Regions from separate parts of the Mus musculus genome. Here region 2 is linked to region 1. Evidence: chromatin contacts called from public HiCAR-type data. All regions are on one chromosome and are shown on one strand. Each heading gives the region's core, a stretch centred on a gene start, on an enhancer-like site or on the middle of the called end of the contact. The rest is flanking DNA. Distances are from core to core; before and after follow the strand shown. Region 1 holds the start of Pcdh11x (protocadherin 11 X-linked). Region 2 holds the start of Nap1l3 (nucleosome assembly protein 1-like 3).

The links. HiCAR-type assays count read pairs that join an accessible place to other places.
Region 2: a contact with region 1 is called in a HiCAR-type map of astrocytes, with 10 times the contacts expected there. The contact joins the promoter of Nap1l3 here to the promoter of Pcdh11x in region 1. A contact is called at or near these places in 4 of 39 promoter capture datasets (cranial neural crest, frontonasal cranial neural crest, hippocampal neurons and 1 more) and 1 of 115 datasets of contacts at active chromatin or transcription factors (astrocytes).

What each region holds. Positions count from the first base shown.
Region 1 is chrX:120,287,521-120,292,712 of GRCm38.p6, reverse strand. Pcdh11x (protocadherin 11 X-linked) reads right to left here and starts at 2,386. Exons shown (of 7, transcript NM_001271809.1): 1 at 2,062-2,386. Gm30577 (a long non-coding RNA gene) reads left to right here and starts at 2,479. Exons shown (of 4, transcript XR_387050.3): 1 at 2,479-2,667.
Region 2 is chrX:122,395,181-122,400,372 of GRCm38.p6, reverse strand. It overlaps Nap1l3 (nucleosome assembly protein 1-like 3), which reads left to right and starts at 2,988. Exons shown (of 1, transcript NM_138742.1): 1 at 2,988-5,192. The coding sequence starts at 3,354. The coding sequence ends at 4,988.

The sequences.
Region 1 (5,192 bases), core at 1,137-3,636:
CCAAGCTTTCAAAAGCTTCCCCCCGCACAAAAACACAGGCAAAGACAGCCCTGAGGCTAGAGCCTTGGCCGTGGGAATTTGTGAATTTGTTTCAAACGTGATTAAAAGTGCACATCTTCCAAAGTTGCAGAGGCGCCAACCAGCGCATCTCCCCAACTCCTTTATTCACTCTTGAGTCACACTTGTTTTACTCACTTTTTCTCTTCCTTTTTCTCTTTCTTTCCTTTTTTTTTTTTTTTTTGTTTTGTTTTTTGAATGACAAGTAAGACACCTAGCATTTTCACCCTTTTTTGGCGTTACACTGTGCTGTGTTCAGAATTATCTGCCTGCTCCTCAGGTTGTTTGCTGGTTGCAGAGCTAGTACCACACTCAGGGGTCCTCTGTCCCCATTACTCTCCTATTTTTTTGCCCCGTTGCCCATGGCCTAGATTCTCAAACACTTTTTTCACACTGGGTCCATTGTAAAGAAACAGCCCCCAAGCTGATATAAATCTGCCTTTGGAAAGTTTCCTCACAGTAAGGGAAAGGACAGCGTTATGTTTTTTTTTTTTTTTTAATTTTTTTCCTTCATCATTTGCTTCTGTTACCCTTTAATTTTCTTTATTATTTTTTTCTTTTGTACTAGACCCCCCTGCTCTCCCTGATTTACGTTGTTAGTGGGTGCCGCAATGGCGCAAGTTTGGACTCCCAGCCCCCCTGAGACATTTTGGAAGGACACCCCGCTCGCAGAGGCGAGTGCCCGCCTGGAGGCGCGCGCTCACATACTCCAAGCACACATCCCAGTGCCCCACACCCCAAGCCGCAAAGGCAGCTAACCTAGTGGAGCCTGGAATAAATCAGAGGCAGCAAAGGGGCCATCTTCACTCAACCCCTAAAAAGTCTTTCCTTGGGGGAGACACAGAAATGGATCCTGCCATGCACTCTGGGACATTGACACCCCAGGGACTAGTAGCTTTGTGACTGCGCTCACAGAGTAGTGTCTCCAACTGGAGGTATACTGTTGCTGCGCTCTTCCAAAGTCTCTAAAGCAATGTAGCCGTTTTTTAAAGTCACCTTTTCCAATGAAGCTCTAAGCAAGAGACATTTTTTGGGGGGAAAGGGGGCCTTTCTTTACAAGCTCTAGGAAGATCCTTCCTTTGTGGAGGGAACTGCTTTTTGATTCTCTCTTGAAAAACGCCAGGTATTTATGACATAGGTGGGCGTTCTTTTGGCTAAGGAATTCCGAGTCATTTCTCTAGAGAATAGAGGAACCCTTTTATGTTGGGCTTGACTTTGTAAGTCTCCCCCCCCCCAAATTAAAAAAAAAAGAATATTGATTTTCAGCTGCTGGTTTATACGAAGTTGCATTTATAAAGGGGGGACAGAATTTCTCACACCTACCATCTCTACATCCACTAGGTCCCAGGGCAGGAAGAAATGGGATCATACCAGGAGGACCAATCCAGTAGACGCTGGGCGCCCTGCTGTGCGCACAGTTTTCCGAAGCCCTGCGGCAAGGGTCGCTCCCCAACCGGGTTGCGCTATCAAACCTGGACTCAAATCGGAGACCCCAGAGAGGAGCGCAGCTGGGCCAGCTTCCAGGGTCCACCGCGGATTCACTGCTGAGGCACACTGCCCCTCAGCTGGACTTGCTCCAGGTGTCTCCCCTAATGGTCTGGGGCGTCAACTCTGCATCCCCGCACTTTCCCAGATCAGAGTTTCATTCAGCTTCGCTGAAGCTGGAAGAATCAATTAAAGTGAAAGACCTTTTTGCACAACCCATGTCGGAGAAATTCATGCGCGGACACTTTTCTGACAAAAGTGAGAGTTTTAGCAAAGTAACCAAACCGAGTGGAGGCAGTGTCAAAAGATTTTCTTTGGGAGCTCATCTCCCGGGTTTGCTCTTTTTCTTACCTCTAGGGAACAGAACCCGGAAGGGAGGGCACCAGTAGGTCTCTAAAAGCATGCTATGGTCAACTGCCCAGATCCCAGGCGCAAGCAGTCACCGCGTCCTAAGCGCAGGACATGCCATGAGTCCCCAGCCTCAGCGGCTTTAGCTCCCGAACCGAACCCGATACTTACCTACTGTTTAGACTCCTCTTTGAGTAGTATGAAGAGGGGAACGAAAAAGGAGAAAAAAAGGCTTCCGCCCGCTCCACAGAGACTGCGATTGCTGTAGCGGGATCTACCGCCACAGCTCGCAGTCCGCAGAGCAGCTGTTTGTCTTGGAGGCTGTTTGTGAGGCTGGTCGGGCGGCCCGGGCTAGCTGGGCTGCCTGTGTCGCCTGAGTAGCTTCTGCCACTGAGACTCCTTGCACTCTGGTAGCCTAGCTTTCCGCTTTGCTGCGCGGGCCGCTGCTGGCTGCTCTGGCTCACAGCTACTCCCGCCCTGACAGTTCGTCGACTGCAAGGAGCCACTGCCAAGCCAGCCCTTTTCAATGGCGAGGGGGAGGGACTAGACAGGAGGGGGAAGGGGGACAGAAGGGGGGTGAGCGAGTGGAAGGCGGGGGGGGGGGAAAAGGAGTGAACGAGTGCCCTAGCCGCCTGCTGGGAGGGGATGGCGCAGCACCAACTGATGGGTACCCCCCTTTTGTCCCCACTCCCTGCACCCCTCTTCCCACTCCAGCTCAGGAGGCCGCCTCTCCCAGAGGATGAAGAACCTCAGGAGCGGTGCGGGGGCGAGACTGAGGTAAGCTTGGGAAGTTACATCTTGTGGCCCAGAGAAGGAGGCAGAAAGCGTTTTGCCTGCACGCTCCTTTATGGGACTGGATGCTTAGGGGAACAAACTGAACAAAATAAGCAGGGCAAGCATTCCTCCCCCGGGTGGTCCCCCCTCTCCTTGCACTTTAGTTCTCCTCTTTAAGTTTCACTCGTTTACATCATCTTACAGAAGTTTGATTTTTCTTGGTATGCGTGCCTTTCTCAGGATTCCTCAAGCTCCGCTGACTCCAGCTAGAGAACTAACAGCAAGTAACACCATTTTCTTATACAAAGGGTACTTAGGGCACACTAGAGGAAGTAGGAGCAAGATCCAGGAGAACCCGCAATTTGAGCCAAGTGCCTGTTTCTGAATATACCATATCCAGTTGTGAGAGGTCTCAGAAATCTTGGCTGCCTGTCCACACACATTCTCCTGTGTGGTGTAGGGTGGAGTGAGTGTCTGCGGAGGAAATACGACATTTGGCTATCCCAGAGCAAAACTAAGGGTATCATTAAACAGATCATGTCTGTGACCCTTTGAGGGGGTGGGGTGGTGTCACTGTGTGAACAATGCCGTTTGAAAGCAGGAAAGGATACCAGACAAGGAAGAGCACAGCCTGGAGCTGCAACCCTAATGCTTGCCAATAAGCTTGGCATCTCAGATGGTGAAGCCTGCCTGGCATAGGGTGTCAGGTCTCTGGAGAGCACTAAAGCAACAAGGGTCACTGTGTCAGGTGTGTGGCTCAGATAACTCATGAATAACAAGAAACAGAAGTTAATTCCCTACCTATAGAATAGGCTCAAAAACATAATAACACCCAGACCTCTCTGGTTCTAATTTCAAAGAGGATGTCTTTATATTTACCTAGAGGCCAGGAAATGAGACAAGTGAATTGTCTAAATTAGTCTGCACAAAATATGTGTGTTTTAGAAAAAAATTCACTTTCTTTTCTTAATGTGTAAAAAAACCTTACATTTCTGGTTCTTCAGTTTAGTTTTGAAAGGGAAAACTGAGTTTTGGTTTTGGATTTCGGTTTTTGGTTTTGCTTTTTTTTTTTCTGAAATAAAACAAGAAAAAGTACACTGCTTTCAGACACTAAAATCAATGAATTCTGTTAATACTTCCTTAAGATTTCCATCTCAATTTGATGTACATTTGATTTTAATCTTGTACACTGATGGGGAAATAGAATAAGAGGTTGCATCTGCAAAGGAACAGAGTATAAAAAAATAATCTGCTAGTTATTGCTGGCTGATTTTCACAAACAGAATTTTTACAGAAAGTTCCTTTGAGGGCAAAATTTTATGAATCTTTGCTCCACTAAACCCCACTCTCTTTTCCTAACCCCCTTCCAATTTCCAATTGTAGTTTTTAATTTTAATTTAAAGTCTTGCTTTCTAAATTCCTCAAACATTTTTGTTGTATTTTATTTCTTATACCTGAAGCCACTGCTGAAGAGAAACCTCAACACGGCAGTTCAGTACAGTCTTCGTGAAATAAAACACAAGGACGTATTTTCTTATATGGGTCCAGGGAGACACTTTAGCATTACATTTTATTCCTGTTGTATTTCTGACTTCATTATTCAGAATATCTAGCAGTGGCCTCTGTTCTCTTTGTCAGAGCAAGGAAATGTGTATGAGATGAAATCAGATGCTGTCAAATGTTACTGTTCTGCCTCTTGGATGTTGAACTGTTCTGTGACACTTTCATAAGGGATAGCAGTAACTCAATGAAAATAAAATCACTGGTTGATCTAAAATAGTGTGGCAAATCTATGTCACAGTGATACCTTCAAAGCACCAATTATTCCTCATAACACCTGTAGTAGATATCAATCAATTGCTTTCTTAAGATTTCCATCTCAGTTTGATGTAAGGGGAGATAAATAGTCATTACCTGTTATTAAAGCTATCATCATGACAGAATTATGTTGTTAACATTATTAAGTGTGTCCTATAATTCCTGAACGAATGTTTGTAAAACACATGTAACTTGTATAAGGATTTATACTCTTAAGTTTAGTCTGTCATTCTGTTCAGAGTGGATTAAGCATTCAGCCAAATAAACGTTTAATAGTTAGTATGGAGTGTAGAGTGCAATATTTCATTTTATGTGTATAGCCAAAAAGAAAATCATCTCTATAGCATAGAAGCATTCCTCATAGACCATGAAGACTCTACAAGTTGAACTAAGTAACCCTGAAAATCCTCCAAGGGAAAAAAATGCAGTTTGTTGAAAAGACTGACAGAAATCCACATCTCAAAATAATAAAAGAAATTTCCCCAATTTTTTCTTGCCTGTATTCTGACTGATGGTGGCACCAGTGAGCAATGAAATAAGCAGAAGCCAGGACACCTGGCAAAAGCAGACTGAATTCTAACTATGAAAGAACTGATAAGAACCTTGCATTTCCTGCAGAGAGAAGGACCCTCCGTGACTAAATGAATTTATGGACTGTCTGCATTATTAAATAGTTCTATTAATCCTCAAAAACTACTTCTTGAGATAGA
Region 2 (5,192 bases), core at 1,739-4,238, 2.1 Mb before region 1:
GCTCAATGGGTAAATATGCTTGCAATTAAAAACTAGACACTTTGTGAGAAGAGAAAACCAACTCCACAAATTTGTCCTCTGACCTCCATATTCACTCCCACAGCACACTTGCACACACATGAAAAAATTACACAAATTTAATTTAAAAGCCCCTAAGAAATGAACTAGTTATGTATAGCTTTATAGATATTTGAAACTTGATAATGCAGCCACACTTTTTGTTGTGTATTTTGTGTGTTTGTGTGCGTGGTAAAAATTCAAGGGATTATGTATATGATCACATCAGGAAAGTTGTAAATAATTCTCAAAGAGCTATGAACAGACTGAGTAGCTAAAAAGAAAAAAAAAAATCTGTGATAAACATTTTCTGATGTAAAGAATAAGAATTTAGTCCCTGTTTAAAAAAAGTTACAAAGCAATAGAATAACAGAAAAAGCATCTATTTTGTAAGAAGTTAATAGATAATCTTCTGATTAAAATAAGCATGTAATGCAATCAAACCACAACATGGCTCACAAAAATGTGGTAGGGGAATTAAATAAAATTTAAAAATATTTATAGTTATTAGCATAGATCATTGATCTTGGACCCCAGCATGTGTGATTCCTGGACCCTATTCCTACTTTAGGAAAATAAACACACATTCAAATCTACATCTTAACTCATAATTACCTCAAAAATAGTAATCTCTGATGGTACAGAAGGTAACATGAAAATTACACTACTAAAGTACTATAAACTATAAGAATCATCATTTAAAATATGTCTATTACTCTAAGTACAAATAAATGGAATGACAATATTTATTTTGCAACCCATGATTTGGATTACTGTTCACATAGTGTTTGTTTAGATTAAGAATACAAAACAAGAATTCAAAGTTAAGCCCCTTCTATTTAGCATTATATTGACATGTGTTACTAATATTTCTGTCACAAGAAAAAAAACAGATATTTTTGGTTGAAGATTGGAATGGTTGAGCTCTTATGCATTTTAAATTACAAGAACCTTTATGGACATTTGTTTTATGTTCAAAATTACAAAATAACCATAAGTTTTTTCCACACTCCAATTTCTAGAAATTTATTTTATATTAAGGTTCTGAAGTACATTCTAATGCATGCTACAGTTATACGGGAACAATTTTTATAACAGTAAAATGTATATATGTAAGCAAAGACATGATGTGGGGAGAGATATATGTCCCCACAACAGGACTCTGATTAAATACAGCAAGGCAACCATAAAGGAGTATATATCTATTTAAAAGCAATTCATTGATCATTTCCTGTTAAAAGTTAGCTATAAATATGCAAAATTCAAACCATCATATGATGTCACACAGGTAATACAACATATATAAATTATCAGGTGTATATATGCATAAGGAAACTTCTTGTAGGAAATGAATCAAAATGTTAAAAATGGTTAACTTTTGATAAAAAAATAAGTATCAACTATCATCTTCTATACTGAATTGTAATTTTAAAAATGTACATGTAATTTGAGTTACAGATATACAAATAAAAATTCTTTTTAAACTAACAATGCATTTCTTTAAAAATACATGATTAAATGAAAAATATAAACTCTAAAATAAAAAGTAGTAAACCAAGGACAGTCTCATTTTAAAATATTTCTTCATTTGAAATTAACAATGCAGTGTATTTTATATTCTAACATAACACTTCTAGTCTATGACCATGTTTATAGAGCATATGTGCTTAAGTAGGTTATTTTCCATTTGTATGCCAAGTCACCTCTGTGGATATATCTGCTTGTTTGGAAATATCAAGATATCTTCCAATCAAATCTTAAACAAATTATAGCTTATGAATTTTTAGTTAAGTACCAAGGGGCAATTCTGTTCATTACCTTTTAATGAAAAATAAACACTGGTCTTTTGGGTTGTAGCAGAACTGAATCCTGTAAATAAAAACAATAGATATCTGTTTTTAAACCTCATTTTGAAAAAGTTTGCTCACATATTACTTGTCTTACAAATCACCCTTTAATATAGTTACAATTTCAAATTAGAACGAAATTGGTGGCAGATGACATCTTAAACACTTACCATTTAACTTGCATTAAAACACATCTCCCCCTCCCATCCTGCTCTTCGTGGAACTCAAACCTGCTGCACAAAAGTCTGAAACAAATCATCTGCCGTTAAAAAATATTCCCTAACACATAAATAACCCTTTGTTTGATCTAAAATGTTGGTACAAGCTTTAAAAAGGACTACTTGGAAATTTAGCAGTAAGATTAGAGTATATAATATTCTACCTTTAAAACAGATTTTTAAAAATGGTGTAACTCACTCACAGCAACATGGGTTTGCAATATAAATCAGGCTTGCCAAACATCACAGACAGCACTTATTAAATCCACTATGTAGAATGAAATATGCCTGCTGTCTAGCCCCTCCCGCTTTTGCCAATAAACGACTCCCCCCTTTCCAGTGTAAAACACATGCTCATGGAATATTTAGAGAAAATCTTGTTTGCTTGCGTATGTGTTCTTTATTTTTCCGCAGTCATCCACAGTCACAGAATTCAATGACGTCATTTAAAGCATTTTCACTTTTATTATTACTATTAACAGTTTGCTGTGTGGAGGTCGTGATCAACCAAATAGGAATTCATGAGGGGAAGTTGACCATAGGGGCTCCTTTTCTTCGTTTGTTAGTAACTATAGCTGGCGTTTTTAGCTCTTGTCTATTTTCCCTTTGAATTAAAAAACAGGTAAGGAGAGAATTTTGAAAAGGTGGGAGGAGCCGTCTTTGGGTACATTTGCCTTGGCAACCCAGGTGCATATGGGAAGGTGGGAGGAGCCTGGAGGAATGGCGTTAGTCTTTGGCCATTCTTTGGCCGCAACACTAGTCAATCAAGTCCTCTCCGCAAATAAGGAGTGAACTGAAGGCATCCTGGGAACGAATTTAACCAGAGGGCTGTCAACAAGGGAGGGGCTGCCCATCCTAACCCAGGAGACGGTTCTGAGTCCGGTACTGCGTCACTGGACTGCAGCAGGTCTCGGCGCAGGTCCATTGCGGCCTGACAAGCCTCGTAGCTAAGGCTCCAGGCTGCTTCCCCTGCTGCGGTTTCCTGCGCGCCACCTCTGTGACCCCGCCCCCATCGCGCCACTGCCACAGCTGCTGCAGTCCGTGTTGCCACTGGATCCCGGCCGCCGCCGCTGCAGTCTCCGCCGCCTGACCTTCTCCGGCCTTCGCCCCTGCTGCCACCGCCCCCCACCGCCGCCGCCACTGGAGCATCCGTGAGTCCTTTTCTGTCCGTCTCTGGGTGCACGATCTCTGCTGTTGTCACCACCTTAAATAGGTGTACGGGGCTAACAGTATGGCAGAAGCGGATCCTAAAATGGTCACAGAACCTGGTGCCCATGGGGTTGCTGAAGAGGCGATGGCTAGCACAGCTTGTGATTCTGGGGATGAATCTGACAGCAATAGCTCTAGCAGTACCAATAGTTGCAGCAGCAGCGGCAGCAGCAGCAGCGGCAGCAGCAGTAGCAGCAGCAGCAGTAGCAGCAGCAGCAGCAGCAGCAGCAGTAGCAGTAGCGGTAGCAGTGGCAGCAGCAGCAATGGCAGTCATTTGAACCGAAAGAAGAGGGTACCTGAGCCTTCCAGAAGGGCCCAGCGACGTCCCTCCGGGAAACTTTTCTTGGATAAGCTGCCCCAAGCCGTAAGAAATCGGGTGCAGGCACTCAGAAATATTCAGAATGAGTGTGACAAGGTAGACACCTTGTTCTTAAGGGCAATTCATGATCTTGAAAGAAAGTATGCTGAACTCAATAAGCCTCTATATGATAAGCGTTTTCAGATCATAAATGCAGAATATGAGCCTACAGAGGAAGAATGTGAATGGAATTCAGAAGAAGAGTTCAGTGGTGATGAAGAAATGCAGGATGACACACCTAATGAAATGCCACCCTTAGAGGGTGAGGAGGAAGAAGAAAGCTGTAATGAAAAAGCTGAAGTGAAGGAAGAAGGAACACATGTTCCAGAAGAAGTTCCTGAGGCAAAAGTTGAAGAAGAGGAGGCTCCCAAAGAAACTCCTGAGGTGAAAACTGAAGAAAAAGACATTCCAAAAGAAGGTGCTGAAGAAAAAGCTGAAGAACAGGAATCCTCTAAAGAAATTCCTGAGGTAAAAGGTGAAGAAAAAGCAGACTCTACGGATTGTATAGATATAGCTCCTGAAGAAAAAGAAGACGTCAAAGAAGTTACCCAGGCAAATACAGAAAATAAGGATCAACCTACAGAAGAATTTACACCAAGGGCTCCAGCAAGAGAGGCTCAAAAAAGGGTCCCTGAGACAAGGCCTGAAGAAGGAGTCAATATTAAAAGGGCTCGAAAGGGAAAACCTAAGAAAGAAGATCCTAAAGGTATTCCTGACTACTGGCTGACTGTTTTAAAGAATGTTGATAAGCTTGGGCCTATGATTCAAAAGTGTGATGAACCCATTTTGAAGTTCTTATCTGATGTGAGCCTGAAGTTCTCAAACCCTGGCCAGCCTATTGGTTACACTTTTGAATTTCATTTCCTACCTAACCCATACTTCAGAAATGAGCTCCTGATGAAGACATACATAATAAGGTCAAAACCAGATCACTACGACCCGTTCTTCGCGTGGGGATGGGAAATTGAAGAGTGTAAAGGCTGCAAAATAGACTGGAGACGAGGAAAAGATGTTACGGTGACAACCACCCGGAGTCGCCCTGGTATTACAGGGGAAATTGAAGTCCAGCCAAGAGTGGTTCCTAATGCATCCTTCTTCAATTTCTTCAGTCCTCCTGAGATTCCTTTGATTGGGAAGCTGGAACCAAGAGAAGATGCTATCCTTGATGAGGACTTTGAGATTGGTCAAATTTTGCATGATAATGTCATCTTGAAGTCAATCTATTACTTCACAGGAGAAATCAATGATCCCTACTACCATGACTTCAGGGATTATGGAAATAGGAAGTACTACAAGTAGAAAGGGCAAGCTGAAAAATCTTTCAAGAATCCTTAAAAGTTAAGCAAGCAGAAGTGAAATAAGAGTCATCTAAACTTCTAAAATAGAAAACTTGCCCCATAACCTGAACAGTATTACTCCTTATAGTCTGGTGTTTTCATTTTTTCCTGGTAATGTCCTAAAAAGTGTCTTAAGCTTCTGTTTATTCTATCTTGCCTGTTGTAT